4 separate regions of the Mus musculus genome follow, and regions 2, 3 and 4 are each linked to region 1. The links are chromatin contacts, called in public promoter capture Hi-C and targeted proximity ligation maps. All regions are on one chromosome and are shown on one strand. The core of a region is the stretch at or near the end of the contact, and the rest is flanking DNA. Distances in the headings are between cores, read along the strand shown. Region 1 holds the start of Fxn (frataxin). Region 2 holds the start of Dmrt3 (doublesex and mab-3 related transcription factor 3). Region 3 holds the start of Klf9 (Kruppel-like factor 9). Region 4 holds the start of Smc5 (structural maintenance of chromosomes 5).

Evidence for each region. Promoter capture Hi-C pulls out the DNA fragments that hold promoters and counts their contacts.
Region 2: a promoter capture Hi-C map of embryonic stem cells shows a contact between it and region 1, with 2.5 times the contacts expected there. A contact is called at or near these places in 2 of 39 promoter capture datasets (embryonic stem cells and pre-B cells).
Region 3: a promoter capture Hi-C map of pre-B cells shows a contact between it and region 1, with 3 times the contacts expected there. A contact is called at or near these places in 4 of 39 promoter capture datasets (the 3T3-L1 cell line, the C10 cell line, liver and 1 more), 2 of 484 Hi-C or Micro-C datasets (CD4 T cells and rod photoreceptor) and 3 of 130 datasets of targeted methods (embryonic stem cells, forebrain and pancreatic cancer cells).
Region 4: a contact with region 1 is called in a targeted proximity ligation map of forebrain, with 7 times the contacts expected there. A contact is called at or near these places in 4 of 39 promoter capture datasets (the 3T3-L1 cell line, the C10 cell line and hippocampal neurons) and 2 of 130 datasets of targeted methods (forebrain and pancreatic cancer cells).

Annotation. Positions count from the first base shown.
Region 1 is chr19:24,277,703-24,285,207 of GRCm38.p6, reverse strand. It overlaps Fxn (frataxin), which reads left to right and starts at 4,618. Exons shown (of 5, transcript NM_008044.3): 1 at 4,618-4,801. The coding sequence starts at 4,643.
Region 2 is chr19:25,608,173-25,615,677 of GRCm38.p6, reverse strand. It overlaps Dmrt3 (doublesex and mab-3 related transcription factor 3), which reads right to left and starts at 5,141. Exons shown (of 2, transcript NM_177360.3): 1 at 4,411-5,141. The coding sequence starts at 4,879.
Region 3 is chr19:23,137,445-23,144,949 of GRCm38.p6, reverse strand. Klf9 (Kruppel-like factor 9) reads right to left here and starts at 3,724. Exons shown (of 2, transcript NM_010638.5): 1 at 2,691-3,724. The coding sequence starts at 3,195.
Region 4 is chr19:23,270,229-23,277,733 of GRCm38.p6, reverse strand. Smc5 (structural maintenance of chromosomes 5) reads left to right here and starts at 3,837. Exons shown (of 25, transcript NM_001252684.1): 1 at 3,837-4,100. The coding sequence starts at 3,916. Gm33950 (a long non-coding RNA gene) reads right to left here and starts at 3,826. Exons shown (of 2, transcript XR_386613.2): 1 at 3,729-3,826; 2 at 3,375-3,510.

The sequences.
Region 1 (7,505 bases), core at 3,369-5,868:
AGTACTGTGGCCTGGGGCCAAGGAGCTTAGCACAGGCCACTATTTCTAATGACTTGTAGGGCTAGTAAGGAACAGAAAGGTGTGTTGTGCCGGCTAGTTTTGTCAACTTGGCACAACCCAGGATCATCTGGGAAGAGGGAACTTCAACTGAGAAAATGCCTGCATCAAACAGGTCTGTGGGTAAATCTTTAGGGCATTTTCTTGATTACTGATTGATGAGACCCACGGAGTGTTTTCTGTGCTCTGCAGTCATGGGTATAGAACTTGCCTCTTAAATACCACCAAGACTAGCCACCTGACCATGTGTGTGACCCACACTTGAGGATTTCCATTTCTCACAAGCTGTTTATTCTGTCTTTATGTAAAGCCCTAAGGCATTTGCTCTATTTGACAGTGAGGAAACTGAAACTCTGAGAAATGAGAAATAGAGCCAGTCATGGAGGTGTGTGCCTATAACTCCAGCACTCAGGAGCTGGAGGCAAGCGAACAGGGAATTCCAAGCCAGCCTGGGCTTCCTAGCAAGACCCTGACTCAAAAAAACTAACTATAAATAAGAACCAAGTTTGAAGGAATTTGGACAATGTCATGAAAATTATCTCAAACTTGGAAGTAAGAAAAAGAGATTGCTGTAAGTCTATAGCTCAAACTTGCACAAAGAAACTGAAGGGGACAATTTTGCCCCAGACACTCCAAGAGACGATATTGCAGTGTCTAGAAACATTAGAGTATAGCAACTTAATCTGGAGTGGGCACTACTGCCACCTAGTGGTTGGAGTCTAGGATTGCTGCTGAAACTCAGACTGGGGCAACCCCACAGCAAGGAGGTCAAAGGGTCATCATTGAGAAATCCTCAAGGAGAGCATGACCACACTTGACCTATGACTGACTACTAGTTGTGTCTCCAGCACATCAACATGTAGAGCGCTGTTTTCAGGCCTTTGACTTCTGACTCGGCAGCTACCCCAGGCAGTACAACGTGTGTGGAGTCTGCAGCAATTGGGTCTTCTTGTCAAGTTCTGGTGGACAGTCGGGAGCAATGACAATAGTCTGTATTGTTGGGGAGACTGTTTGAACCTCTCTTACCAACAGCTTGTGGGGAGGTAGCTTACACTTGGCTTGTTTTTCTTTATGTGGTGTCGAACCCACAGCTTTGTACTATTGAGTTAGAGCCCTAACCTTACCCTCTCTTCATAAATACAGATATACACTGGATTTGGGGTCGTATGACCTTATACAACCTTAGTCACTTCTTTCAAGGTTCTGGATGCAAATACAGTTTGGTCAGAATGTATTGGGGAATGAGATTTTCTGCAGGGAACTTGAAGGACATTTCAGCTCATTATATATCTCTATTTCATTGTTAACATCTGCAGGGCAGGTGGTCCTGAGTTGTATAAAAAGCAGGCTAAGCAAGTCATTTGGAGCAAGCTAGTAAGCAGCACTCCCCCGGGACACACACACACCAAAACACACCCCCGCCCATGGTCTCTGTTTCGTTTCCTGCTGAGTTCCTGTCCTGAACTCCCTTGTGTGTCCATGAGAAGCATGCTTCTCACCTGTTGAATGCTGTGCTGTACAGATACAGCAGCTGAGCCCACAAAGCCATGTGTATTTCTATCACAGCACAGAGCTTCCTTGAGGGACAGCTGCTACATCTATGCCAACTCCTTAATCAATACAAGCCACCCTCTAAGGCTGATATCTCAGAGCTGAGGATGGGGCTCAAAGATGGAGCACTTGCCATACATGCCGAATGTGGTGACAGACACATTTAAACCCAGCACTTGAGAGGCAGAGGCAGATGAATTTCTGTGAGTCTGACGCCAGCCTGGTCTACAGAGCAAGTTCCAGGTCAGTCAGGATTGTATAGTGAGACCTTGTCTCAAAAAGCAAACAACAACAACAACAAAATCCACAAATAAATAACATGTTGTTCCAACCACACCACCTGCCTCTATCTTTGTGACCCCTCAGATAAATCTCCAAGAATAATTTTGGTTTTGTAGAGATGAGAGCCCTCTCCCAAATGCTGACTCCTAGGACCCCAAGGCATGCTGCTGGAAGTCAGGCCCAGCAAATAAGCCCAACCTCCTCTCTTCTGGGCATCACACATTTCATAGTTAGCAATTATTATTTAAATTAGTGCTGTTTCTTACCTATTCTCAAAAACACTCATATCAGTTAACTGATTCACACACTTTATTAATCAGTAGGGGTTTTGGGGTTTTTTATTTTCTATTTTTTTATTTTTTTAGGTTTAGTTTAGTTTTTGGTTTTCTGAGACAGGGGTTCTCTGTGTAATTCTGACTGTTCTGGAACTCGATCTGTAGACCAGGCTGACCTCGAACTCACAGAGATCTGCCTACCTCTGCCTCCTGAGTGCTGGGATTAAAGGCATGCGCCGCCACCACCACCTGGCATGAGTCAATTCTATGTTAAGCTCACAGCAGTGTATCAGAGGCATGCCAGAGTTTGGATACTGAGTGCTACCAGTCTCCTGGGACACAAGGAGCTGTTCCCAGCTCCTCAGTAAACAGCGCTATGTCCTTGGCAGATGTTAGGGAGGAACACCTTGAACTTCTCTGATCTATAAGTAAATGAACAGGCTTACAGTCCCCCATCGTGGAAGTCATTGTTTTGGGAATATGTGCAACATCACTTCCGACCGGAATAGCTATCACTGGAACTTTCCATGCCTCTTCACCAGAACGTGCCCCTCCCTGGTACTGGCTTCTGTGGTTTGAATGCTTTTGTCAACTCCATGAATTCTTCTTGAGACCCTTAACACACACACACACACACACACACACACACACACACACACACACCAGTATTGGAAGATGTTGCCTTTGGATGGGTCTGGGTCATGAGGGCTCAACCCTTGCTATACACAGGGCTTGTTGGAGGCCTTTCTGTTGTGTGAGGAACAGCATTCTTCTCTTCCTCTCCAGAGGATCCATTTCTGTTCTTTATAATCTAACCAGCCTCAGGCAGTACATTACAGCAGCACAGAATGGACCATGATGCTGACCGGTAGCGTAGCCCTCACTGTTTTGCAGACTATTGGCTTCCATGGATGGGCACATGATCCCAGAGAGCCAGTTAGAGCTGTGATATTGAAACTAAGAAAAACTCCTTTTCTAAGACAGAGGGTGTAAGAGCCCTCGGACCAGAAATCAGGAAGCCAGGGTTCTAACTCCCCTTCAATCAGGGGGGAGTCACTTAATATGTCAGGGCTTCCAATTCCATATCTGAAAATTAGCTACAGGTCAGAGAGGGAGAAGGAGAGGAAGGAAGGAGAGAGAGAAAGAGAGAGGGGGAGGGTTGCATTAGCAGTCACTACAAACTTCCCCTTTCCTTTGTGGCTTTTTGTGGGAAATCAGAAGCAATAGTATCCCAAGTCAGGTGGTACATGGAGGATGTTCTTAAACGCTTTGCTGCTGACCGCTGCTGTCATTCAATCCTTCTTGAGACCCTGGAGGCAAAAGACTCCTCTGACACTGTCTCTTAACTCTTGAAGCTCAGAGTTCTCCAGTGTCATAATGGCAACCCGAGACAATGCACAGACTCCTTCTCACACTGACATAAAAGCCAGGAGAACTACCAGGAGTGTGAGGAACCTGTTGGGGCTGCTGGGGGGGAAAAAAAAAAAAACAGCTATGAGGAGAACCAATCACCAGTCCTGACTACTCCTCATCCAAGAAGCATTCGGGTACTTCAGCCGGGCACTTCCTTATTCCTACTGTTGTTTCAGAATCCCATACATGTATACAATGTGTTTTCGATCAAACTCACCTGCCACTCCCAACTCCTACCGAACCACCCCACCCCTCCTCCCAATTTTATGTTCCTTTTTAAATTTTTATTTATTTATGTGTTTATTTGTTTATTTACTTATTTATTTTGACTAGGTCTCACTATGTAGCTCCGGCTGTTCTGAAACTCACTATGTAGCTCAAGCTGGCCTCGAACTCCATATACCTGACTCTGCCTCTCGGGTGCTGGGATTAAAGGTGTACACTACCACCGCTCTGAATTTTTTTTTTTTTAAACCGACTCCACTTAGCCCTAACAGTGTATACAGTGTAGGACCATCCCCATGGAGCTAGGACAGCCAATCAGAGGCCATATCCCAGAAGAAAACTCACCCTCCCTCATCCTATAGCCATCAGCAACCAATAGTTCCTCGGCTGAGCCTGGGGCTACGGAAGCCCCTCCTCCATTCATGCTGCCTGGTACTTCTATTGCCTAAGAGATGCGGAATTTGAGATGATCGGGCAGTTGAAGCTAGCTGTTAGAACTAGTTTTGTTTTGTTTTTTAAGCAAAGCTATTTTGATCACCAGCGTATCTTCAGAATCACCCACTACCACTCTGTAAAATTGTTGTCAGCGAATAAACTTGCAGGGGTCAGTGTTTACACACTAGTGCTGCCCAAGGGATACGTTGCGAGTTTGGCGCAGAGCAGGTTCTGGGTTCTGGTTAAAGGTCTGCACAGGGCTGTAGTGCTGGACCTGCGCGCAGGAGCCCAGCCGCGGCGCTCGGGGGGGGGGGGGGGCGGGGGGGGGCGGGGGGGGGGCACGGCCACCAGGTGGCACCACCGAGTCCTCGCGCGGGGCGGAGCGGCCGCGGAGCTGGAGTAGCATGTGGGCGTTCGGAGGTCGCGCAGCCGTGGGCTTGCTGCCCCGGACGGCGTCCCGGGCCTCCGCCTGGGTCGGGAACCCGCGCTGGAGGGAACCGATCGTAACCTGCGGCCGCCGAGGCCTACATGTCACAGTCAACGCCGGCGCCACCCGCCACGCCGTGAGTACGCGCTTCGCCGGGCCGCACACCGGAGCGCAGGCCGCGCCCGCCCCTATGCCGGGGACGCGCAGCGCGCACGCGCCGAGTCGCTCTGGTTGCGCGCGCGTTTGGGTGCAGGGCGCGCGCGGTGTTTGCGCGGGCTTCGGACCTTGGCGGTGGGGATGGGAAAAGACGAGTTTCCGTAATTAACACAGGATGTATAGCGTGTGCAGCAGGGCGTGTTTATTATTGTGTGCACTCCGAAGTTGCCTTTTTCAGGGCGTGAGACTAATGGGGTTGTGGAGTTGCTCTGAGCAGGGCTTTTTGTTGCTTGTTTGCCTCACTCTGTATCCCTGGCTAGCCTAGGATTGGCTGAGTACCCCAAAGTGGCTTCAATCCTGTGATCCTCCTGCCTCCTCTCTGCTGGGATCACAGGTGTAGCAGCAGAGCCCTAGAGTCCAGCTTTTGGAAAATGAGGGGATCTTGGTTCCACGTTCTGACTGCGCGGCGCTGGAGAGCCCTGTGACCTTGGGGAGACCCTAACTGTCTGGGGGCAGGGCTTGGCTTTCTGTTCCGAGGAGATTAAAGGGTAACACCCATTTTGCGATTTTGGCGGGAGAATTAAACTGTATTCGCAAAGGCCTTAGCACTTCAGATAAGTCTCGGTTCTTAGTAGATGCAAAGAACAGAATCTGTTACTCCGTGGCTTGAAAAGACAGCAGTAGGGTGAAGGAAGGCTTTCCGGAGAGGGCCGTGATAGATGCCAAAGAACGGGTCTGGGGAGCATTCTAGGAAGGGGAGAGCTATGGACAAAGGTGGAGTAGGCTGTGGGATAATAATGTCTACAGGTTTAAACCCAGCTTAGGATTCTTGAGGTCCTGTCATTAAAATAAAAAACAATAATAAAAATAGGGCTAGCTTTGTAGCTCAGCAGTGACATGGTCACTTAGCGTTCAAGAGTTCTTGGGTTCTTTCTATAACACTGAAAAAGAAAGTTTAAAAACAAAACAAACAAAAGTGGACTGGTCAGAGAGAGAGACGGCTAGGGTTTGAAGGGCCGAACCTGTAACCCATGCTTCCTCAAACACTTTCTTGGATGTTTACTGCCCTGTTCTTCCCTTGCCTGGCGCCTGACAGCTGGGCTCCAGTTGCAGCTGTGCACTTTGGATTTCTGCATCTCTGAGAGCCTGAGCAACTTTGTCTTTGGCATCTCCGTTTCCTCGCCTGTACAATGCAAATACAGTCGGTCCATCTTTATGCTCAGAGTCTGTTCTCAGTGGCTCAATATCGTTTACGGTCCCCAGTTGTCTACCCTGATGCTCCTACAGTCACTTTGAAAGCGGCAGACTGGCCAAAAGCGCAAGGCTCATGGAAGGTGTCCCCTCCCGGCCGTTGTCCAACAAGGCTTGATTCCGCTGTCACGGAGTGAGCAGATATTCAGTCTCTTCAGCGAAATGCCTGTTTGCGTCGATGTACCTGTGGGAGACTTTGTCGTTTGAAAGTGGTCCCCAAGCCTAGAGCCACAGTAAACATAGTAAGATTGTGGAATGGCTTGCAAAGAAAATGTATGAAAGAAACACCTCACTCAGGTGGGCAGTGGTGGCACAGGCCTTTAATCCCAGTACTTGGGAGGCAGAGGCAGGCGGATTTCTGAGTTCGAGGCCAGCCTGGTCTACAGAGTGAGTTCCAGGACAGCCAGGGCTACACAGAGAAACCTTGTCTCGAGAAAAAAAAAAAAAAAAAAAAGAAAGAAAGAAAGAAAGAAAGAAAGAAAAAAAGAAACACCTCACTTCAGCATGAGTTATAAGTGTTCTTGCTTCAAGTTCAAAGCTGACAAACCAATAATATATAATAAATAAAGTGTCTTTAGACAGACATGCACAAACAGAATTATGCATACGCATTGGCCATTTGATAGTTATGACCCTGAGACTTATAGGGACCCAACCTGTGCCCCCTAGGAACAAGTAAGTGAGCACTGCAACTCTATAGGGCTACCCCCTCCAGCGGATGATGATGGAGTAGGGGATAGAGAGATGGCTCAGCATTTAAGAACACTTGCTATTCTTAGAGAGGATCTGGGTTTGATTCCTGGCACAAGGCAGCGCCCAACCTTCTATCACTCCAGTTCTTGGAGATCTGAGATCGGCTGCCCTCTTCTCCCTCCAAGGTCACCCACATACATGCTGTGTATATCCATATACTCAGGCACACACACACAAAATACAAGATAATTATTTTTTTTAAAAAAAAGATGATCACGATGAAGTTCTTCCCTCATAACTCCATGAGGGAGAAAAGGATTCTGTGAGTCCATTCAGCTAAAGACAGAGCAGTGCCAAGCAGAGAGAGACGACTCTCGAGCACATGGCAGCTGGTGCGGTGTAGCCATGGCCACTTGAGATACAGTCAGCATAGCTATCTTAGCCAATGGAGAGATGCTCGATCTGGTGCTACCTAACCATGACCACCTGAGTGAGATACAGCTACCACAGCTGTCTTAGTCAGTGTTCCATTGCTGTGAAGCGACACCATGATCAAACATTTAATAGGGGCTAGCTTTCAGTTCAGAAGTTTAATCCATTATCATTATGGTGGGAAAGCGTGGTATCAATGCAGGCAGACATAGCAGGAAATATGGTGGCACATAGGCAGACACAGTACTGGAGATCAGCTGAGAGGCTGCAGGCAGCAGAAAGAAAGTGAGACAGTGGGCCTGGCTTGA
Region 2 (7,505 bases), core at 3,892-6,391, 1.3 Mb before region 1:
GCTGGGAAGGAAGGGCTCAGGGAGACTTGCTTAGGTGAGGGAGGAACAGTGACCAGGGGCAAGCAGACAACCTTCAGTACCCAGAGAAGCCAGCATGCTGTCAGCATAAGCCACTCCTGGGCTTCCTGCCACACCATCCGGGGCTGGGGCCACCAGAGAGCCCAGCCTCCTGTGCCTGGTCAGTCAGGCATTCCCCCAAGTCACTGCAACTGACCTACCCAACAAATCTAGCAAGGAAAAGACTGGATTCTTTGCTCCCAAAGTCAGATCTGAATAAGAGGTTCCAAGTGGCAGTCTTGCTGTCCTGGCATTTCTTCCTATCTGGCTTTGCCTAAAGCCCCTGGCTTCAGATCAAGCCATCTCAAAGCCAGATGTGTTTGTTTTTTTTTTTTTTTTTTTGTTTTCTCAATTCACAGGTAGACACTCCAGGTGACTTGTAATTGTTCCCAGCTCCTTCCTTGCCCTGGGTGTACAATCCTGTACACAGGAACCCTCAATGCAAATACCTGAGTATGTCTCTTTGGAGAATTAAAAGGGAAAGGGAAAAGAATTAAAATGAAGGAAGCAGACTGGGCAATCTAAACCACGCTGGAGCTGGCAGCCCAGAGCAGTCACGAAGGGGCTTCAGCAGGAGGCAAAATAAAGTCAGCTTTCTGAAATCCATCGACCTCTCCCTCTCCTCTCCCTTTCCCTCTCCCTCTCCCTCTACCCCCTCCCTCTCCCTCTCTCTCTTCCTCCCTCTCCCTCTCCCTCTCTCTCTGCCTTGTCTGCCTCTCTCAGAATTAAAGGCCATCTTACTCTCCTATCCAATCCTCCTCTTCAGTCTCCAACCAAATGTCCTTTAAGAGCATTTAAATTATACATACAAACATATATAATATACCCACATATATATATCAGCTATTTAAATTCAATTCTATTAAATTAAACTCAAGTGTATTTATTTTACATATATATATATGGTGTACATGTGGAATCTATATATTTATGTGCTATCTCACACACACACACACACACACACACACACACACACACACACGGTATATCTGCCATATGGCAGATACACACCAAGGAAGATTCCACAGCCACTGATCTTTCCTTCCCAGGGACCCGGGCCTATGGCCACCCAAGTCCGTCCTCTAGAGGGAAAGTTTGCGGTAAGGTAGCAAATGTGGCTTAGCTTCCCGCCTTGGCCATGACCCTTAACTTCCCTCAGATCCAGAGCCCCTGGTTTGATTAAGACTCCCAAGTCAGAAGCTCACACAGCTGCAAAAGGTTAAGACTCCCTGAGCTGTTTTCATGGGGAGGGGCGGGGGGGGGGAGGGTAGGGGAGGTGACACAAAGGTAAGAGCAGAATACGTGGGGCTGCATAGTATCTATAGCAAAGGGTAACTTAGAAATTGGAGCGCAATCGAAATCTCATTTAATTACATCAGAGATGACTGGCAGAAGAAGGCTGTAATAAAAATTTTTTTCAATCCCTAGTTGAAACAGCCAGTAGAATCTTCTTAAACTCACGTTGAAAACAATGCTCAAACATTCCTTTAAGACATCTGAAAGAGAGCTTAGGAAAAGATTCCCTCCAGTTAGAAAACTGGTGTTCATGTCTCTTCCCTGAACTACATGGGCTTTCTCCCATGATGCCTAGCCAACATCCTTCTTAAGGCCTGTGCTTCCCTCAAATATTCGGAGAAGAAACAGATTCCCTCCGCCTGCTGGTGCTCCACCGGCACCGGTCTTCAAGAACACAGCGATGTGTGGGAGGCCCCTCTGCCTGCAAACAAGCCAAGCCGACTTGCAAAACCCAATGTGACAAACAAGCCAAGCCGACTTGCAAACCCTAATGTAACAAAGGAGCAGACCTAAATGGTCTGCTAGCAGTTTCTAGACTCAGAGACTGCTGCTGAGCACTGGTCATGGCCCTTCCACCCCAATGGGGTCACACTTCCTCTCTGGGAGGAATGGACTAACTTCTACAGGAAGCAATACTAACTTCTATAAGCGTCTAAAGATGATGAAGCCCCACATACAAACACATCACAAAAAACCGCACAGCAAGGCAGCAACAGGCAGTCTCAACCAGGAGTTTTTAACTTGGCTGCCCCCCTCCCAACGGAGTTGCTTTTCAAAACACATGCTGCAGAGAGGAATCTTATTTGTGTTCCTGGCTGAAAAACTGTAAATCAGCTTGTTTTTAGAACTCTCTCTCAAGCCAAGTGTTTTTGGGTTTTTTGTTTGTTTTTTTCCTTAAAGGAACGCAATTGATAAACGAAAACAAAAGTTGGTTGGCGAATGTGCAAGGTATGTGGTGTGACCAGCTGGAAACTGAACCCCTGGTCCCACACAGCTCAGTCTCCAGCAGGCTGTCTCCTCCTCCTCCTCTTCTTCTTCCTCCTCCCCTCCTTCCTCCTCCTTCCCCTCCTCCTCCTCTTCTTGTTTTTTCCCCCTCTCTCTCAATTACTTGTTCTCAATTTGGAAGGCTCAGGCTACTTCTGAGTAGCTCGTGAACATAGAAGGAGAGAAATCCTGCACCGTGCCTGGTTAGCACCCTTGAAATTCTTTGCCCCTTTTAATTCTCCTAAGGCTTGGGCCCTCCTGCCTCAACTTGGCCTCCTCAATGCCCTCATCCACCCCCTTTTCTCCTTGCTTTGGGTTTTGTTGGCTCTTTATACATTTTGGCTATGGAGAAGGACAACCCGTTGAGAACCACGCGATGCTAAAGGAGTCCCCTCTTGGACAGAGACCACAGAACTCAAGGTTAGTGCTCTTTAAGAGCTGCTGATAGGCAGCTGGGCACTGTAAAATAGCAAGTTGAATTTTTAACTCGACCTCTTCTTCTCTAGTCCAGGGGACTCCCAGAGCCAGGAAAACCAGGAACGGAAAATTAAAAGTGGGTAGCATGGAATTCTGGGACTAAGACCAAACACCCCTTCTTGTTCTCAGGACAAGCCCTCCTCCCACAATAGGCTCTAGTTTCTCTACTGTCAAATCCACAAATATAAGATGAGGGTCGTGGGGCGGTGCTTCTGAGACATGCTTATATGTTCCTTGTTAAATAGCCACAAAACCCAGCCAGCAAACTGCTTTCTGAACTTCAGGCCTACCGGGCACAATTGAGCCAGAAGGTAGGACAAACTGGCCAAGCTACCTACCACCTCACCACACACCAACAGTGAGTAGCCCCCCCAGACCCCCAGTTCAGCACAGTGCTCTGGGGTTCTCTGAAGAAGAGCAAGAGCTGTCATTGAGCAGCTGAGAAAGTAGAGACAGAGGCTCTAGCTACCAGAAAAACTACGGACCTTTCACTCCTAATTCCAGTACACCCCATTCCGAAGGAGATGGGCCTGTCTCCTTTGTACGTTTACCCAGTGAAGGGGAAACACCAAACTCCATTGAATTCCGGTTGCCAGGAGGCTGCGAGCGGCCAGGAGTAAAGCTAGAGGTTCCTCGGAGGAAAGAGAGGAAGAGGCTTAAAATAGGGGCAGCCGGACTCAGGGACTCAGGAAAGAGCCAGAAAGAGAGAACTAAGTAGAAACCGGGGTCTGCCCACTGTCAGGGCTCAGAACCCTGTTAACCCATCCCCAAAATCAGAGCATATCTGAACAGCGGGAAGCTAGATGGCCAGAAAGCCCCTCATTATTTCAGGCCAGGCCAACCCCGCAAAATCCTGGAAAGGCACTTGCTAGGTTTTCTCCACTGTAGGCCAAGTTTTGGTTTTAATTTCTTCACACCACAGCAGCCCGGGAAATGGCAATAAAGGACCAAAGAAGTAGTTCAGCAAAAGAGAGTTAAGTAGCTTCACTTTGGAGCCTTTTCCTTAGAGTTCTTAAAAGGCGCCTTTTTTTTTTTTTTTTTTTTCAAATTCTAAGTCTTGAGGCCTCTTAGCCTGGCTAAAAAAAACAAAACGACTCCTAGTTCCTTTAAGTAAGAGACAAAACGCCTGTTCCGGACCAAGCCAAGAATCACCTAGAAACAGCAAAGCACTGGGCCCTGACTGCTAGCCAGCACCTACTTACCCCCTCGCTCCAAGTGAGAGCCCCCACCCGTCTAAAACCCGCAGCCCGGATAACCCTCCTCATTGTGGTGTGTTTAAAGTCGGTCTTCCCCAAGACATCATTTTATTTTTAAAATTGACCTGCTATGTTCCCTTTCAACCCGGGGAAAGCCTCTGACGATAGGGACACAGCCAGGCGATCTGGTTGGCCCCTCTGGCGGGCTCCTGGGTTCCATCGGCTTCAGACTCTCGAGACCCCCTTTCCGGGAGAGTAAGAACCGGTGCCTGGTGGGGGTGGGGCAGGTCCAACCAGGTCCACTTCCCACAAACTTGTCTTCGGCCTTCCCCCACGATCCCGAAGAGCCCTCGAAGCTCCCTCATTCGGAGCGCGACCCCAGCGCCGCAGACGCTCTCACCTGGTTTAGCAAGCTGCGCTGGCAGCGTCCCGGGCTGGGGCTCCGCGACCCAGCGCAGCGCGGCGGCCGCGGCCAACTCCGCGGTGGGACGAGGCGGCGCGGGCGGCTGGGACGCTTGGGAGGCTGGCGACGACTGCGAGGCGGTAGCGGCGGTGGCCGCAGCGTCCCCCGGCGGCGGGGGCCCTGGCAGAGCCCGCAGCGAGTCCGGGATGAGGCTCTCCAGGCTCTCGTTGGCCTGCTGCCTGCGCAGCGCCACCTGCGCCGCCATCACCCGCTGCCGCTCGATGATCAGGATGCACTTCTCGCAGGTGCAGTCCTTGAAGCGACAGTAGCGCTTGTGGCCCTTGAGCCAGGACAGCACCCCGTGGTTCCGGCAGCGCGCGCACTTGGGCGTGCGCTGCAAGGGCGCCCGCGGCGGCTGCGACACCGGGCCGCCCATGTACAGGTAGGGGGAGCCGTAGCCGTTCATGCCCAGGGCTCCCCCCGGCCGGCGGCGGGAGCTGGAGCACAGAGCTCGGAGGCCCGCTCTCGGGAGGCCCCGGAAGGTCCGCGGCGGCCGGAGCTACGGCAGCAGTCTCCCCGGCTCCGATGGCGCTCGCAGCCCGCCGGTACCCACGCGTGCCGCCTCTCTGCCCGCCGCTCTCGGGGCGCAGGCTCCACCCGCAGGTCCTCCCACGCTGAGGCTCTCCAGCAGCTGCAAGGAGCCGGGGAGAGCTCTGATTACGGTCTGAGCCACTTCCTTCCCTGGTCCCTTCCTCGCAGACTGGACCCAGCACCTCCTCCGCCACCCTCCCCCCCCAGTCCCTCCTCCCTCCCGCCGCCACCCCCCCCCCAATCGGGGTCCCAGCCTCCTTGCGCTCCCCACGCGCTTTCCTCCTCCCTGGCAGGCACCCCTCGGGTTCCTGCACCTCACCTTCCCCGCCACCTGCAGCCTGGCCTCTCAGGCGGGGGCGCTCACAGCCCCCTCTGCCAAGCGCTCTGTTACCCCTTCCTGAGCCGGGAGGGACTGCGCCGCTGCGGTACCGCGGGAGCGCTGGGCGGACCGGGTGTGGGGCGGGGGACGATGGGGAGGGGGGTGGGTGTTTGTAAGCCAGCCGGCAGGCCTCTCCCCTACCCTCTCACGTCGCTCCAGCACTGGCCTCGAAGCACTGAGCCCTAGACCGCTTTCCTTCCCACCCTTGGCCTCAGCCATTCGGAGCTTGCGAGGGAATTGAGGGTACTCCGCAGGTCGGCCCCGGGAGAACCGGGTTTCAAGAACCGGAAAGTCTCCACCTGGCAAGAGGAATCAAAAGAGGGGTAGTAGTGATTCGGGAATTCTTCGCTTGGTTTTGCAATCTAGTTTCTTTTTCATTGCTACAGAAGAAAAATGAGTATTTTTTTTTTTAATCTGTCAGGCTTCAGGAAGACAACTCGTTTTATAGGGTAACTTCAATTTTCTACTTAACCTCCTCTTGTCTTTAAAATAAACAATCTCTGCCTTGAATGACCTCTCTGCCTTGGACTGCCAAGTGCTCTCTTGGATGTTTTTCTTAAGCACTGTTTAAACTTTCCGAGGGTGTAGGGAGAAGACACATTAGTGGCCCCAAAGTTACCTGGTATTTTGTTCACGCAAAGGCCACTGAATCAGCCAAGGTCCGGAATTGCCCAGTTCAAATCCCCACAGACGCTGTGTTTTACTTAAGAATAAGGAATAGACCCTACTCGTAACAATCTTTGCGTGACGATGAAGAGTCTCCTGTATAACCTTAGACTGCATAAGCCTTTTTTTTTTACAGCATAAATTTCGTTTATACTCTTTGCTTGTTTTCAGTATTGGTTTGTCCAATGTCGAGTATTACTACGTACGTGTAGAGAAGGCTGCCTTTTTTCACTCAACCAAGAAAACAACCGAACAAAAATCAAGGCATAAAGTAGGCTCAGGACCGCTTTAACAACTCAGTGGGAAGGAGCCAACGGAAGTCCCGGACGGTCTTTTAGCGGCCCCTGGGAACGTGCGCTCCGCTTCTTACTGTGTGGGTGAAAGTTAACGTAAACGGGTCTGCTGCGGTACCTGACTCCTGAACTGCACAGAGACCATAGTCTCTTTCTGGAGGTCGCTTTCCAGTGCCCAGCCCTACCGCCAGCCAAGGAAGAGAGCATCGCTGGCAATCTTGAGTTTGCTGTGAATTCTAGGACTGTGTCGTCCGAGGTTCAAGCAGCAAGCTCTCTGCCCAGAAGAGTGATTTGGAACCGGGAGAGAGCTTTGAACGCGGAATATAAATGTAGCTTTGTACCTTTTTTCCCCCTCGATGCCCTTAGCTACTCGGGTTTCAGGTGCGTGGAGGAGTTGATAGTTGTTCCGGGCTGACCTGCTGGGACTGGAAAGGAACCCCTTGCACACGAATGCTATCTCCAAGATAATTTCCCCAAAACTGCACGGAACCAGTACCCCTGGCTTTTGCCCTTTTCCCCCCACCCTTCTAACCTGGCCTCTTTCCACCCTTGGTCAGAAAAACAAGTTTCTAACTCTACAACTAGTAGGACTTTTGTAAATTGTGGAGACGGGGCACAAGGGTCACGCGTTGATCTTTGGGCCCCGAAACAGGGGGGAAAGGTACAGAAATCACTTTTTATGCTCTGCGAATGGCACGAATCTGGGAACTTGTACTGTTTCAATCTGAAATCTGTGCGTCTAAGAAAGACGAGGACCACGGACTTTTATCGAAGCTGAATTTCTCTTTAAATGGTCAGGGAAACAGATCAGGAAAATAAGAGTAACTAGTTTCTCTGGGGAAAGAGAGCAGCAGAGTTCTGCACCAGGTTTTTAGGGGACATTTTCATTCTCAAAGCAATCCCCTTTCCTTCCTGGGTCACCTAGCCACCCTATCCCAGTGCCACTCACACACTCTGGTATTATTTGGTACTGGGCCCCGTTTCACTCCAGTGCACATCGAGGGCCGAGATCTAAATACTCATTTGATATAGCGCGGTAATCCTTTTCTCATATTTGATGGGAATGTTTTCCATATCCCAGTATTTGACAACATCTCCCTATAGGGACAGGTTTGTATTTATGTTGGTAAAATGTCCCCTGCCTCAAAGTCTATTGTAACCCA
Region 3 (7,505 bases), core at 2,475-4,974, 1.1 Mb after region 1:
TCTGAGAAGCCAAGGAAAAAGTCTAAGTCTGGCGTACATGCCTGTAACCTCTGCACTTAGGAGGTGGGGGTGAGGGGAACATCTCAAGCCCAAGTTCAGCTTATAGCAAGTTCAGCCTATAGCAAGGCACTGCCTCCAAAAACCAAAAGTAAAAAGATATAAATGAGGTCCTCCTGATAAAAAGTGGTTCAAACCAATTGTTGCTAGGCAAGAATCCGGCCCACTATTTGCCAGATCTTTCCAGAGAAGCTAGACATCTGGACTTAGGCCAGAATCCTGATTTTTTAGATGCTGGTAACTAATGAAATTTTTATAAACTCTGTGCTGTCCACAGCAAACAAATCTGCAAAGCCAATTCTGCAGCAGGGCGACAGTTTGCAAACCCCCAATTACAAACACCTGCTGTAGGGTCTCAGGAAAACAGAGAGGCAAAACCCGAGCCTCACTCAGTCACCTCCTCTGTGTCCTTCCTCGGGACAGCATGGAAGGTGTTCCATGAATTAAAGGGGGCAAAAAAAAAATTGAAATGATTCAACTTCTATGGAAGCTGAGCTGTGTAAGACTCTATAAGGAAGTGAGCAAAAGGGAGGGATTCTAGAGGGACTGTATGGAGCAGTACTGAGCTCGGGGGGTGTGGCAGGGACTTCAGTTCTTAAGATTTTCACGGAATGCAGATGATCCAAGCACCTTCAGGATTTAAGAAGTCGCAGAGAGAAAATCCGGAAGCTGCTTGCCCCACCCAACCACGAGCTAACCTGAAGCTGTCTGAGAATGGAAGCGCCAGAAACTCAACTTGGCATGCGCCTCCTCTCCAAAACACTTCAGGCATTATCTGTAGCGGCTGGCATTTTTGTCCACACTAGCAGTACTTATCCCCAACGCCCCCCCCCCCAAACATAAGTTAAGACCCCTGAAATCACCACACCACTAGAGCCAAAGGTATGACTGTAGCATTTTAAAATGGGAAGAACACCTACTTAATTTCCTTTTCAACTGTGATCGGTGTGAAAGGTTCTCCTGAAACAGCTGAGCTGTCGTGCCTTATGGAGAATTAAAGAGCAGCACGCATGCACGCACACATGAGCAGCCATTTCTATAAATGCCCGAGAAAAGCACTCAGCTGAAATGGCCCAGAATGCTGGGTATCTTCTGCTGAGCCACAGTAGGCACTGCGGGCCTCCCCACCTGCATCATCCACTGGGCAGTCCTCCTGAAGGAGAAAATGCCTTTGCTCAAGGTGGCCGTGGGTGTCCATGTGAGCCACTGAACCCTGGGAACATGGCTGACATGGCCAGGCCCGCCCAACAGCTGTGGAGAGTAACTCGCTGAGTTATTATACCTCTGTTCACCTCCCAGAGCCCTACTAAAGGTCACACCCCCCCACTGAGGGTACAGGCCTGTCCAACTGCTATTATAGAGTCAAACTTACAAAGGTGCAGTTTCATATGGCAACCTAGACGTGGACCCCAAACAGCACCTAGCTTTTCATTATCACTAGGAAATTTAAGATTTATTCTGATGCTGGCAGCCACCTCCCAGAGACTCACTTTCCAAAGGATAATAAAAAAGGGCAGGTGGCTACATAGTCTTTTCAATAGCAAACAAACCTGAAAATCCCACCGAGTATCATTTTGAAACCAAAGAAAGGTTCCGGACCTCTTCTACAAAATGCCAATGTCTCACACCAAACCCCTCAACACCTTTGGACACGATGCCAACAACTCTGAAACATGCGGTCTCAGGACAAGGTAAGGCCCGCTGCCTGATCATAACAACAGTTACAAACGACCCTTCCCTAGCTGACCTCAACACTTGTTCATATGTGAACGCCTTCCACCTTTTTCTAGGCATGTTTAACTAGAACCACCAGAGCTAGTTGACCAGGGTCCTACTAAGCTCCTAAAGCCAGTTCCCTAGAGCAGATGGTTTTACAGCCACGTTGGTGTGCTGCGTGGCCTACAGCTAAGAGGAACGCCCCCACACTCATCCGTGAGGCCTTGAACTCCAGCAAAGACCACACCTCTCTCCTAAGGCTTCAGGCATGAGACCAAATAAGTCACATGGGAACAGATCAGCACTGAATCACGTTCCTTAGGAAAGCTAACTAGTCAAGAAGTTAATCCACCATCCATTCCTTCATCAGTCTCCCCTGCAGCCTGAAGCAGTTTTATTTTAAACCTCTCAGGGGACTCTTAGCCAAATTTAAAACCACCTTGGCAAGCCCTGAAAAGTAGCCGCCATCCAGTTAAATGAGTCCTTAGTCATCCTAAAACGATTCACGCAGAGTGCGGCTCCCCTCCCAGGCCGACCCCTCCGTTGCAACCCCACCAGGGAATGGGATAAAAGCTGCGCCATTTGACTACCCTACCCCCCAGCGTCTCCCCAGGTGGGGCGACCCCGCAGCGGCGGGGTACGGAGTCCCGGGGGCGGGGCGGGTAAGGGAGGGGCGGGCCGGCTCCAGGCCGAGCCACGCAAGCCACTTGCTCAGAGCGGCGGTTGGGGGGGTGGGGGTGGGTTCGGGTGGCTCCTAAAGGTTGGAGCCAAGTAAGGAGAGAGTGCAGGAGTTAAGCAGCATCTTCTCCAAAATGTTTGCAGCCTCTAGGCCGAGTGCGGTGTCCTGGGCGCCCAGGAATGCTGGCCGGCCAAAGGTTAGCTAAAGCCCGAAGCGGGGGAGAGGCGACGCCGCTAACCTGTATGCACTCTGTAATGGGCTTTAAGATGGGAGGATTTTCCATAGACTTTCCCACAGCCACTGTAGGGGCACTTGTGCCTCTTTTCGGAGGCGTGTTTCCCCTTCGAAGCCACTCCAGAGTGGAGGAGGGAGAGTGGGCTGGGCGCGCTGCCAGAATCCTGTCTCTCCTCCGGGCTGTGGGAAGGACTCGACCCAGATTCGGTGGTCACGTCGCTGTCGGATCCTATATCCTCATCGGGACTCTCCAGACTGTCGCTGCACACCGAGGGGGTCTGGATGGGTCGGTATTTGTTGAGGTCCAACAAGCTCTTGGCGATAGTGACCAGCGTGCAATAATCCTTCCAGGTGTCCCCCGGGTCACCGTGTTCCTTGGTCACCTCGCGCTCAGGTAGTCGCAGCCGCTCGGCTTCCGGAGCGCCCCCGTGCTCCGGCACGGCGGCGCGGTTGGAGATGGAAACCAGACACTGGGCAGCCACGAAGTCCATGTAGGCGGCCGCGGACATGGTGCGGGCGACGGCAGCCCGGGCGGTGCGGCCAAACTTGAAGGTGGCTGCGGAGCTTCGGCTAGCCCTGCCCTGGCCTCGGACGACGAGCGCGGTGCGGCGCGGCCGAGGGGGCGGGGGCGCGGGAGCTTGCGACTCGCGGGAGCGCCGAGGCGACCTCAGCCCCTCATCTTTACGTAACCGGCAGCGCCTCCGCACGCAGCAGCCGCGGCCGGCTCCGCCGCTGTCGCCGCCGCCCTGCCCGGCGCCCCGCGCGATCCCACGATGGGCGCGCCCTCCTCGGAGAGATGCCACACGTGGCGGTCGCAAGTTTATTCGACTGCAAACGTGTCGGAGTCCCAGAGAAAGCCAACTGCGAGCCAGGCGCACGTCCTCGACCGCCTCTCCGCCGAGCTGACGCCCCGGGGCATCAGCCGAGTACGCGGACGAGGGGGGCCGGGGCTGAGTGGGGCTCCGCGCCTACGAGACACTTCTTCCCGCGTCCGCCGACGGCCGCTGAGCCCCTGGTCCTGCCGCGCCGCGCCTCTCCGGCATTCTCCAGCTCAGTAACAATTTCGCAGAATCCCATCACGTCACAATCCAGGCCCCCTCCAATTGGCCAGTGGGGAGGGTGATTCAACTCTGTTTACTTTCTCCCCCTGCCAGTCAGAAGGGCCCTTCGGTGGAGAGGTGCGTCTAGAACTACGGCGCGCGGCCAATCCGACCGTTCCGTTCCGCCGCCGCGTGCTGCCCCTCCAGCCCCGAACGCTGACATTTAAAAGGGAAACTGCTCGGAGCCCGGCAACCAGCGGCTGCGCATCCCCGCAGATGCCGCCCAGACCGCGCGCGCGCCTACGCCTCCCGGCCCACGTGCCAGCTGGCGTGGCTTGGGAACGCTTCTCCCCTAGGCAGTTACGCCCATCCCTAGGGACGAAACAGAACTTCAACTTCGGGTTCCCAGCCCTCAAACAGTTAAGTGACTTCCTGCAAACGCTACAGTCCCAGCAACCAGGCTTCCAATCAAAAGTAAGTTGGTTGATGTCACTGGCATTGGCTCAGCCAATCAGAAGGGCGTTCCAAAAGGAAGCGCCCGACACTTGTAAACCTGCGGAGCAGAAGTGAATCGGACAGATCTTTTCATATTTGTGTTGCTGGTGCTAACTCTAAAATATAGATGGAAGGACGGGGTGCTTAATAAACTAAGTGTGAGTCAAATTTTAAACCCTCGATATGGCAGGCCACGTTGTCCAAGGACAGACTCGGATGAGACAGCATCAATTCGTTCTTGTTTGGAATGCAGCACTTAGATGTTTAAAAGTTCTTTCACCCCACACATTAACCAAGAGAAATTCATCTAAAATTTTTCACAGCTAACAAAAGATCCGGTTCCGTATTAAATGGTTCTTACACAAAAGCACCGCCATCTTGGCATTTTGCTAAACCTCCTACTTCCTTGGGCGCCTTTGACTCTAAATTCGCTCTGTCTTGAAGCTATCTTAACCCATAAACTGAGACCAATAAGACATTGCATTTGCATAACTTGAAAAAATCCTTTTCTTTGTAGGGACTCCTCCCTGTTCCTGCTGGGCAAGCCTTTCCTTCCTCTTGCTTCACAATTGTAGAGAACAAGACTGGTCTACCTTATCAGGTAGACGACCGCAGAACTCAAAAAAAAAAAAAAAAAAAAAAAAAAAAAGCACAGGGTTCCCGATTCCTGACTCTGCTTTAGAGGAGCCACCCCTGTGAAATATTAACTGTGTTAAATAGTCCTGAGAACTGGAATCATCCAGAGAGCCTTAACAACTGAATCTTGTGGCTTTACTTGGTCAACAATTAGTGTGGGGTTGGGAGTCTGATGAACTCAGTGTGCTTCTTCCTGAGATGAGTGCTGGGTTGTTTTCCATCATGATAGCTAAGGATCTACAGCAGGGCATACAGTCAACACTGCGGGTTTACAATCCCTCCATTGCCTGGCGGTGGTGGTGCACGCCTTTGATCCCAGCACTCGGGAGGCAGAGGCAGGCGGATTTCTGAGTTCGAGGCCAGCCTGGTCTACAGAGTGAGTTCCAGGACAGCCAGGGCTACACAGAGAAACCCTGTCTCGAACCCCCCCCCAAAAAAAATCCCTCCATTTATCCTGAGTATGAAAGGCACTTTTTCTCTATGAGACACTAACTTCACAATATCTAACCCCAACTTTCCCACTCGTGGTTAACCCTTAATGTTTTGGATACCTCCACCGGGTTCTCTGGGGGGGTCTCAGAAGAACCCTTCCAGTTTGAAGGGTAGGGTAAATTATTTTGACTTTTAAAGTTATGCAGGAAAGACACCACACAAGGTCATTTCCTGGGAAAAGAACAAATATAACAGGAAGTGCTAACCCATGGAGAAATATCACTGCCATCACATCACATCATGAGAGTACAGAGGACATGCTTCATGCAGGACCCAGGCCCAAGACCCTTATGACATCCATGTGATATATATATATATATATATATATATATATATATATATATATATGTATATGATTCATATATAGATATAGAGAGAATATGTACAATAGTGTATAGCAGGGAAGCCATCTTGGAAATCTTGCCTTTTTGGGGGGTTTTTTGAGACAGGGTTTCTCTGTGTATCCTTGGCTGTCCTGGAATTCACTCTGTAGACCAGGCTGGCCTCGAACTCAGAAATCCCCCTGCCTCTGCCTCCCAAGTGTTGGGATTAAAGGTGTGCACCACCACTGTCCAGCACATTCTGATAATCTTTTTTTTAAACATTTACCTATTTATTTTATGTATATGAGTACACTAAAGCCATACAGATGGTTATGAGCCACCATGTGGTTTGCTGGGATTTGAACTCAGGACCTCTGGAAGAGCAGTCAGTGCTCTTAACCACTGAGCCATCTCTCCAGCCCACATTCTGATAATCTTAATTTTAGAAAAGAATTCACTGGTGCTGGCTATGATGGTGCAGACCAGAAGTCCCAGTACTCAGGAGACTGAGGCACGATGGAACATTTGAGGCATTTGAGGAGGCTACAGAGTGAGATCCTGTCTCAAAAAAAAAAAAAAAAAGAAAGAAAGAAAAAGAAAAGAAAAAGAAAAAGAAAAGAAAAGGAAAAAAGAAAAGCATAAAAACATGAAGGAAAAAAAGAAAGAAAAGGAGGAAAGGGAAGGATTGGTTCTGCCTAATTTTGATTTTTTTTTTTACCCCCTAGGATAAAGTCTGTCCCTAGGAATTTGCACCTCTGCCTGCCTCCCTAGGGCACAGCATAGATGGGATCAGTTGAAGAGCCTCATGGTCAAAGGCCTACACAGCCTCCCACACTTGTATTTCCACTGGTATTAGTTTCACTCATGAAGTCTCCTCAGGCCTCGGCCTGAAAGGCTACCAAAGATTAAGGGCAGGTTATTCTCTGAGAAGGAGCCTCTATCTTCCCTTAAAGACTCTGAGTTTGAATACACTAACCTCAGGGTTTTTTAAATGCAAACTTTAACTTCCCTTACATCTAGCTGCCTTCTTTCTAGTGCCCTTTAGCTTCATAGGATCCCGACTACACTCTCTCAATACTCCCAATTCAGTTATAAAGAACACCAAGAAAGCAGATCTCATCCATGTGAATTTCTCTTATGGATCTGCAAGCATAGTTGTTGTAGAAAGTCCCTTCAAAGTCGGCAATTCTGCCATTGTACCCCGTGCTCCCCTTCTCTGACCATTCATTCCTGGTAATGAACTAAGTGTGAGGGGATACCAAAACACAAAGGGAGTCTGTCCTCTATAGGATGATAGCTACATGCACATGTTACGAATCATACGTGTGTTTGATAGATAACACAGAGCACCAGAAGTGGTATTTCCCACATCATGACTTTTTTCCTTGTATTTTTAAACAATATTTTCTATCTGTATTGAAATGTACTATAATAGTTTTATGATTAAAACCAGCTAATGCTATTTAGCCAGCATGTTGTTATCTCAATTAAATGTTGGGCAAAATATCCTGTTAATATTATGGCACATAAATCTAAGAGGTCCGCTTTCCCAAGTTAGTCTTCATTCATTTCTACTCCAAATACTCCCACCCAGGGGAACAAGAGAACCCAAAGATTGTAACTGTTTCTAGTACATGTTATTTTCCTTTGCACAGTCTCCCTACCCTATGCTGTATCTTCCAAGTTCCCATGGCTATGGCTTATTAGCCTGTAGCCAGAACAGTGAGCCTTGTTTACAAGGCTTCCCAGTAGAATTAATGTGAAGGCTATAAGGCCTCTTCTGCCTTAAATGAGATCTGTGACCTCACTTCACCTCTCCCAGCCATTTTCTTA
Region 4 (7,505 bases), core at 2,588-5,087, 1.0 Mb after region 1:
CCAGACATCCTCCCCCCATCCCCCGTCCCCCGAGAGCAACATGAGCTTAATGTCTTGTGGCCTCAGGTAGTAGCACAGGCCACTCAGATCAGCATGTCCCCCATCGCCATCATGACCCTCAGGCATCCATATGGTCTCTGGTGACATCCACTTAGCATTTGGTGCTAACTCAGGCGACAGACATTGACACAGACCCCAGCCGCAGCAGAACCATGGATACCGAATCCATCAGCAGTGTCTTCTTCTCTCCCATCGCGCCACTGTGTATTCCATCTTCTCCATCTCTTCATCACACATCCACCCATTATAGTGGTGCCCATGGTGGGCACTTGGGTGTCTTTCTTCTGGCTGCCCCAGGCCAGCAGGACAGGGGCAGGTGTTTCTCAAAGTAGTTCTTATCAATGGAATGAAAGACTCCTGATACAGCAAGACAAACGTGTATACTTTCGTGTGTGAGTGAAAAATTTAAAGCATATTTAAGAAGCATATGTTACTAAGTCTACCGGAGCATCTTTGGTTCACGATAATTTTCAATCACACAGAGTCTAACCGAAGATAATTATATAAATCAATAACAATAACAGTATTCAATGAAATTCTAATTACCTAAAATGATTTTATGAAAATGACATGAAAAGTAATATATCAAGTGATGATCAAATACAGTATAGATAATACAATGTCTGTGTGTATTGTATTATTTTTATCTTTGAGAAACAGAAGGAACTCACCATACATGTACAAGAAGACAGATATTAAAACTACACTAAGGCTAGAGAGATGGCTCAGCAGTTAAGTCCACTGACTGTTCTTCTAGAGGTTCTGTGTTCAATTCCCAGCAACCACACGGTAGCTCACAACCATCTGTGATGGGATCTGATGCCCTCTTCTGGTATGTCTGAAGACAGTGACAGTGTACTTACATACATAAAATAAATCTTTTTTTTTTAAACTACACTAAAATCTTAAGAATTAACTTGAATAAAGAAATTACAAGTTTTTTCCCTTTACAATTGTTTTCCTGTGTGCTCCCCAAGTTCCTATGCTTCATGGGAATTGTTTCTATGGTTGGATTTCTTTTTATTGTATGTATGGTGTTGTGTGAGTGAAAGCACACGTGTAAGAGTCAGAGGATACCTTCTAGGAATTGGTTCTCTCTTTCTACTGTGGGACCCCAGATTGCAGCAGATACATTTATGTGCTTCATCATCTTGCTGGTCCAACCTTATCCTTCTTTCAGGATGGTATCTGTTAGCTCTCAGACAGTTCCTATATATAGAAAAGCTCAACCTGGACTATAGAAGGATTCCTGGCATTTAGATAAAAAGCAGCATTCCTCTGGAACTCGTGAAATGCTTTGCTATCTCCCAAGGGAATCATTTCCCTTGCCACTGGCAGAAGGAACCTACGGCTGCACTGACCTGCACATCACAGTCCATGCTGGCCTCCAGGCTCCCCCGCCCCCCCTCACAGATGCTCATTATGCTTTCCCAACCCCCACACTAACATCTTGGCCCCTCTCACCTCCTACTCAGTCTCTTTAAAACCCTCATTCTCCCTGCCCTGCTTTCCTGGAGAGATGGTCTTGGCAGCTTGGAGTAAGCTTTTCCCTTCCAAGCACTGAGCGGCCATTTCAGTGGTTTCTTTACTGTGCTTTCTGATACAGTGGCAACCATGACGAGCCAGTTAAAACCCACAGTATGACTGTCTTTCTGCAGTCATCCAAATTTGGGGATTTGTTCCCAACTTTTAAGTTTAGAAACATAACTTTAACAGCATTCTAAAAGTCTCATCCTGGCACGAAATGGTAACGCTGGTCCCATTAACTCTTTAACTTTAATGGTGAAGCTCTTAAGTCCCACCATTGCTGGTTATATTCTTATTTGTCCATAGAATAAATTCCCTCATAACTAATTACTTGTTCAGAATCTGACTCTCCTCTCCTCCCTCCTTCTCCTTGATAGGATTTGTGATCTTCCTGGCCAGTATACTGAGTGTTGAGACTGCAGGCATACACCACCATGCCTGGCAACCTTTAAGTTCTTGAAGCCAAGAATATACCAGCTATGTGTAGAAGTACTAGCAGCATGGTATCCTAAGCACTGGGTCTTTTTATTTCTTCCTGTTACTTGAACATTTTACAAGGTATTCCTTAATTTTTACACACACACACACAGAGGCACACACACACATCAAGTACCCATAACAAGTTTATATGCTTTCTACAATGATTATGTTTTCTTTCATTTTAACTTTTACTGAGCAGATTCCATTTGTATGAGAGAAAGAAGCAGGGGCCTGCAAAAAGGAGTGTTGGTTCTAGTGGTCAAAAGAGGACTCTACTGCATGGGATTTCTAACTGGCCTCCCCAGGTCTCCTTTCAATGAGTTTTCCACACAGCAAGCAGAATGACTGAAAAGCTTTAATTAGATCACAGGCCTCTCCTACTTAAAACTATTTAATGGTTTATCTTTATTTCCCCATTACCCTAGTCTCTGGCCGGTTATTATTGGTTGGGTGAATGTTGCCTATGGGCTTCAGGGGCATAATCTTTGAAAGGGCTAATGAGATGAACATGGGCACAGGGAGGTAGAGCCATTCCTAAAGAAGCAGGGAATTTAAAGACCCTGAAAGGACCCCTATGGAAGATTTAAAGGAAGGATTGAAGAAAGCGAAGGGGATGGTAACCCCATAGGTAGACCAACAATATCAACTAACCTGAACCCCTAGGAGCTCCCAGAGAATAAGCCACCAACCAAAGAACATACATGGGCTGGTCCAAGGCCACCAGCACATATGTAGCAGAGAGCAGCCTTGTCTGGCCTTAGTGGAAGAGGATGTGCTTAGTCCTGCAGAGACTGGATGCCCCAGGGAGGGGGGATACCAAGGGAGAGGCACCCTCTCAGAGTCAAAGAGGAGGAGCGATGGGGGGGGGGGGGAAGAACTCTGGGGGGGGGAGAGAGACAACATTTGGGTTGTAAATAAGTGAAATGCTTAATTAAATAAAAGAAAGAAAGAAAAGAAAAAAGAAACCCTGAAGGGAGAGGCCATCTGGTGGCTGCACTGGAACTGGTGGCTGCACTAAGGAAGCAGAAGTAGTAAAAGTTCAAGACCAGCCTGGGCTCTCTAGTGAGTAGTAGTCCATCTAGAGCTATATAAAGAGTCTGTCTCAAATAAATAAATAAATGTATGTGCTGGGAGATAGCATGATGGCCCAGTGGTTAAGAGAACGGACTGCTATTCTAGAGGACCTGGGTTCCACTGTCTGTAACTCCGAGATCTGACACCCTCACACAGACATACATACATGCAGGCAAAACATCAATGCACATAAAATAAAAATAAATAAATTATACAATAAAAGGACTAGGAAGTGTGAGTGGGCAAGTAATTAATACACTCTTCACAATCTTGAGAGCATCAGATGGTTGTTAGTGCCATGCTTCCAACAACAGGCACAGTCAACAGGCATCTTTTCTTTGGAGTTCATTTGAGCACCAGGGAAGGAAACTGCAATGTAGAACATAAGACAGATGAAGCCTGGAGTTCTGGGAGGGACCGTTGCAAAGTAGTAACACACACACACACACACACACACACACACACACACACACACACACACACACACACACACACACGAGAAACACACAGAGACACACACAGAGACACACACAGAGACACATACACACACACACACACACACAGACACACACACACACACATCGCACCTCTGAGGCCACCGGGGAGCGTTGGTCGGGGCGTGGCCTCGGGTTTGCGGGGCGGAACCGCGCAAGCGCATCGGGGCCGCGGGGGCGGGGTCAGGCGGGGTCAGTTAGCGCGGGAGCCGGGCGCGGAGGCTCCTGGGCTGCGGCTCGCCGGGAACGGAAGCCGCTGCGGGACGCGGAGGAAGCCAGGATGGCGACTCCGAGCGGGAAGGCTGCTCCCCCCAACCCCCAGGTTTCCAAGCGGTCTCTCCCGAGAGATGCTTCCTCCGAGGTCCCGAGCAAGAGAAAGAACTCGAACCCGTTGCCGACGCTGCCGCGGCCGTCCGGGACCTTCGTCGAGGGCTCAATCGTCCGCATCGCCATGGAGAACTTCTTGTGAGTGGCGGCAGGCCGCGCTGGGCGGGAGCAAGCGGCCCGCAGGCCCGGGGCGGTGGGCTGTGCCCGGCGGTGGGGAACCTGTGCCAGGCTAACCCTGAGGCATTCCCTGCCTAGGCCACGAAGACTGGCCGTGTTGGCTGTAGTAGGCGTGTGGCCTGATGTTTTTATCCACCCAGTGGTTTTGGAAGGCGTCGGCTCTAGGCAGTAGATACGAAGGGGCCGGGTCTCTAGTTTGTTAATCTGCGAATCTCGATCTACCACGGACCTGTGCACTTCACAAAACTCGACAGTTACAGCAGAGTGGCAAATTTTAAAAAGTGTACACGATTTCCAGAATGGGCAGATGACATGGTAATGGTTGTTGATTGGAGATTAGAGTGTACCAAAGAAATTAAAAATCGTGTTCCCAGTTTTTGTACCTCCTTGCAGATTCTTGCCCCGTCCAATCCTCCTTTCTTCCTTGCCCCGACCCCAACTAGTTGAGTAGATTCTAAATGTTACCAGAAATATCATTATCTGTTTATCATCTTAGAGTTATCTTTTCGAGGTATTTTTTCTTAAATGTAGGCTTGCATAATTTATAGACCCTTAATAACAATACCATTTTTTTTTCAAGCAGTTGTGTATCAGGTGTTCGTTTGTTTTATTTACACATCGCTGCGTTTCTACCTGTCTTTGTTGATGACATAAACTCATGGCTATTGTTTTTTTGCCCCGGTCTGTATAGATTCTAATAGCAAAATTGCTAATTTGAATCCTGATCAGGAAAGGTAACTGTACTCAGCATGAGGTTATCTGCTGTAACTTATCTACCCAGGATTTCATGGGAGGCACAGACTGAAAAGGCTAAGTCCATCCCCAACCATCAGAGCTTTGTGAAGAAGATACTAAAGTAGAAAAGGAGGGAAGACGATTACCCAAAGAAGGAACTGCCTGAAAGCCAGTTTGTAATGTTTCGTGAGTGACCTTAGGTAGAATGTAAGAACATAGGTGAATAGAGGTTGGAAACGATTGTTCCGGCTTGTCTGTTACTATACTAAAGAACTCCAGCATCATCCTGCAGGCAGGCGGTCGGGAACCTGTGATTTTGAAAGGGTGCCAGATAGCAAGCAAGAATATTTAAAGTAAGAAAGCAAGAATGCAGAGCTGAAAGGGTTATTTGATAAGATCTGCCTATAGATTGTGAGGCCTGAGAGTGGAGGAGTGTGTCCTAGTTCTTCCCAAGTCTGGCTCTGGCTAACCAATCTGGTTATTCAAGAGAGAGTAGTGGGGGGGTGGAGTGGACGGAGAATAAATGATGAATGCAGTTGAGCGCCTCTGTCTTGAACTTTCCTGTGGGATAGCTAAGAGAGATGTATGCATGGAGTTTCTAAAGGCCTCGACGAGCTCAGAGAGAAAAGAATAAGTCACAGGCTTGGGAGTCCTGTGTATAGGTGGCTATTGATGTTACAGAAATCTTTGAAATTACAAAAAGGAAAATATAAATTGGAGGAATTAAAAAGTGTTTATTGAGGAACTGAAGGGGTCTGCAACCCTATAGGTGGAACAACAATATGAACTAACCAGTAACCCCCAGAGCTCGTGTCTCTAGCTGCATATGTAGCAGAAGATGGCCTAGTCAGCCATCATTGGGAAAAGAGGCCCCTTGGTATTGCAAACTTTATATGTCCCAGTATAGGGGAACACCAGGGCCAAGAAGTGGGAGTGAGTGGGTAGAGGATCAGGGCGGGGAAGGAAAGGGTATAGGGGACTTTCAGGATGGCATTTGAAATGTTAATGAAGAAAATATCTAATAAAAAATTGAAAAAAAAAGTCTTTATTGTAAGAATGAGAGAAGATGAGCGCAGAGATCTCCTGTACTGGAAGGTGAGCTGAGACTCACGGGGGACTCGTCAGAGAGGCTTAGTTAAAATAATCCTTGAAGTAACTGCTCCATTGAACTCGTAATGAGACCGAAGCCTCCTACATTGAGCAATTGGAAAAATGTTTTCCCTTTGATCAAGTAGTACAAAAGAAAACTTTTTAGACCAAGGAAGAAAAGCTTGGACCAAAACAGCAAAAAGAAAAAAAGTAGGTGAAAAATGCAGAGTTGGGTATGGTTTTGTTTATTTTAATAATATAAGATTTTAGATTTGGGGGGGTATATTCAGATTTTCTAGAGGAACAGAACTTATAGAATACATCTATATCCATATACAGAAAGGCTTCTTATTAGAATGGCTTACAGGCTTTGGTTCAGCTTGTCCAACAAAGGCTGTCTACCATTGACAGTGGCTCTAAGAAGCCAGTAGTTATTCTTACTTTGTCCATGACACTGGATGTCTCTGCTGGTCTTCAGAATCCCAGAGGTAGGCTCTTGATGCCAATGAAGAAATGGACTTGTCACTGAGAGCAAGAGGGGAAGCCAGCAGGCAAAGAGAACAAGCTTCCCTCTGTGTCCTTTATAGAGGCTTCCAGCAGAAAGTGTGGCCCGGAGTAAAGGTGGATCTTCACACCTCAGAAGATCTGGATGAAAAGTGGGTCTTCCCACTTCAAGTGGTTTAAGAAAAAAATCCCTCACAGGTCTACCCAGCTGCTTGGGTTTTAATTAATTCTAGATGTATTTAGGTTGACAACCAAGTTGTCACAGAACGAGTCTGAGAGAAGTGAGTCCCAAGCAAGTAGGGGGGCTAGCTAAGCTTAGAGAATTCAGATGGACTAGAGATAGGACAGGAGGTTGCTGTGAGCAAATTAAGTCAGATAGGTTGAGAGTAGAGGGAGAGTTATAAGCTAAAGGAAGCACAGATTAGTCAGGAAACTAGAAGAAATATATAATAGAATTTAGAGTTCTGAGTAGAGATAGAAAAAGGAGATAGGAAAAAGTTGAAACTAGGGCTGAGTTACAAAGCCTTTTTTTTTTTTTTTTTTTTTTTGGTTTTCCGAGACAGGGTTTCTCTGTATAGCCCTGGCTGTCCTGGAGCTCACTTTGTAGACCAGGCTGGCCTGGAACTCAGAAATCCGCCTGCCTCTGCCTCCCGAGTGCTGGGACTAAAGGCGTGCGCCACCACGCCCGGCTACAAAGCCTTTTAAGGTGTGTGTGTGTACAGGTGTACACACACATGCATGCACACACATATATAAAACCAGGAGTGGACATCATATGGCTTGGGGCTCCAGTTACAAGTGGTTGTTAGCTGTACTATGTTGGTTCTGGGAACCAAACTTGAAGCCTCTGGAAGAGGATAAAGCTCTCATCAGTGGACTCATCTCTCCAGCACCACCTCTTTTTTTAACAAGTGATACTAGATTTCCATGTGTATCCATGTAGTTCTTTGTCACATGCATATTTTTGTTGCCACCTGGCTTTTTAACGTTTTAAATGTTAAAGTTGGTATGCTTTGTTAAATTATTTATATATTTAGC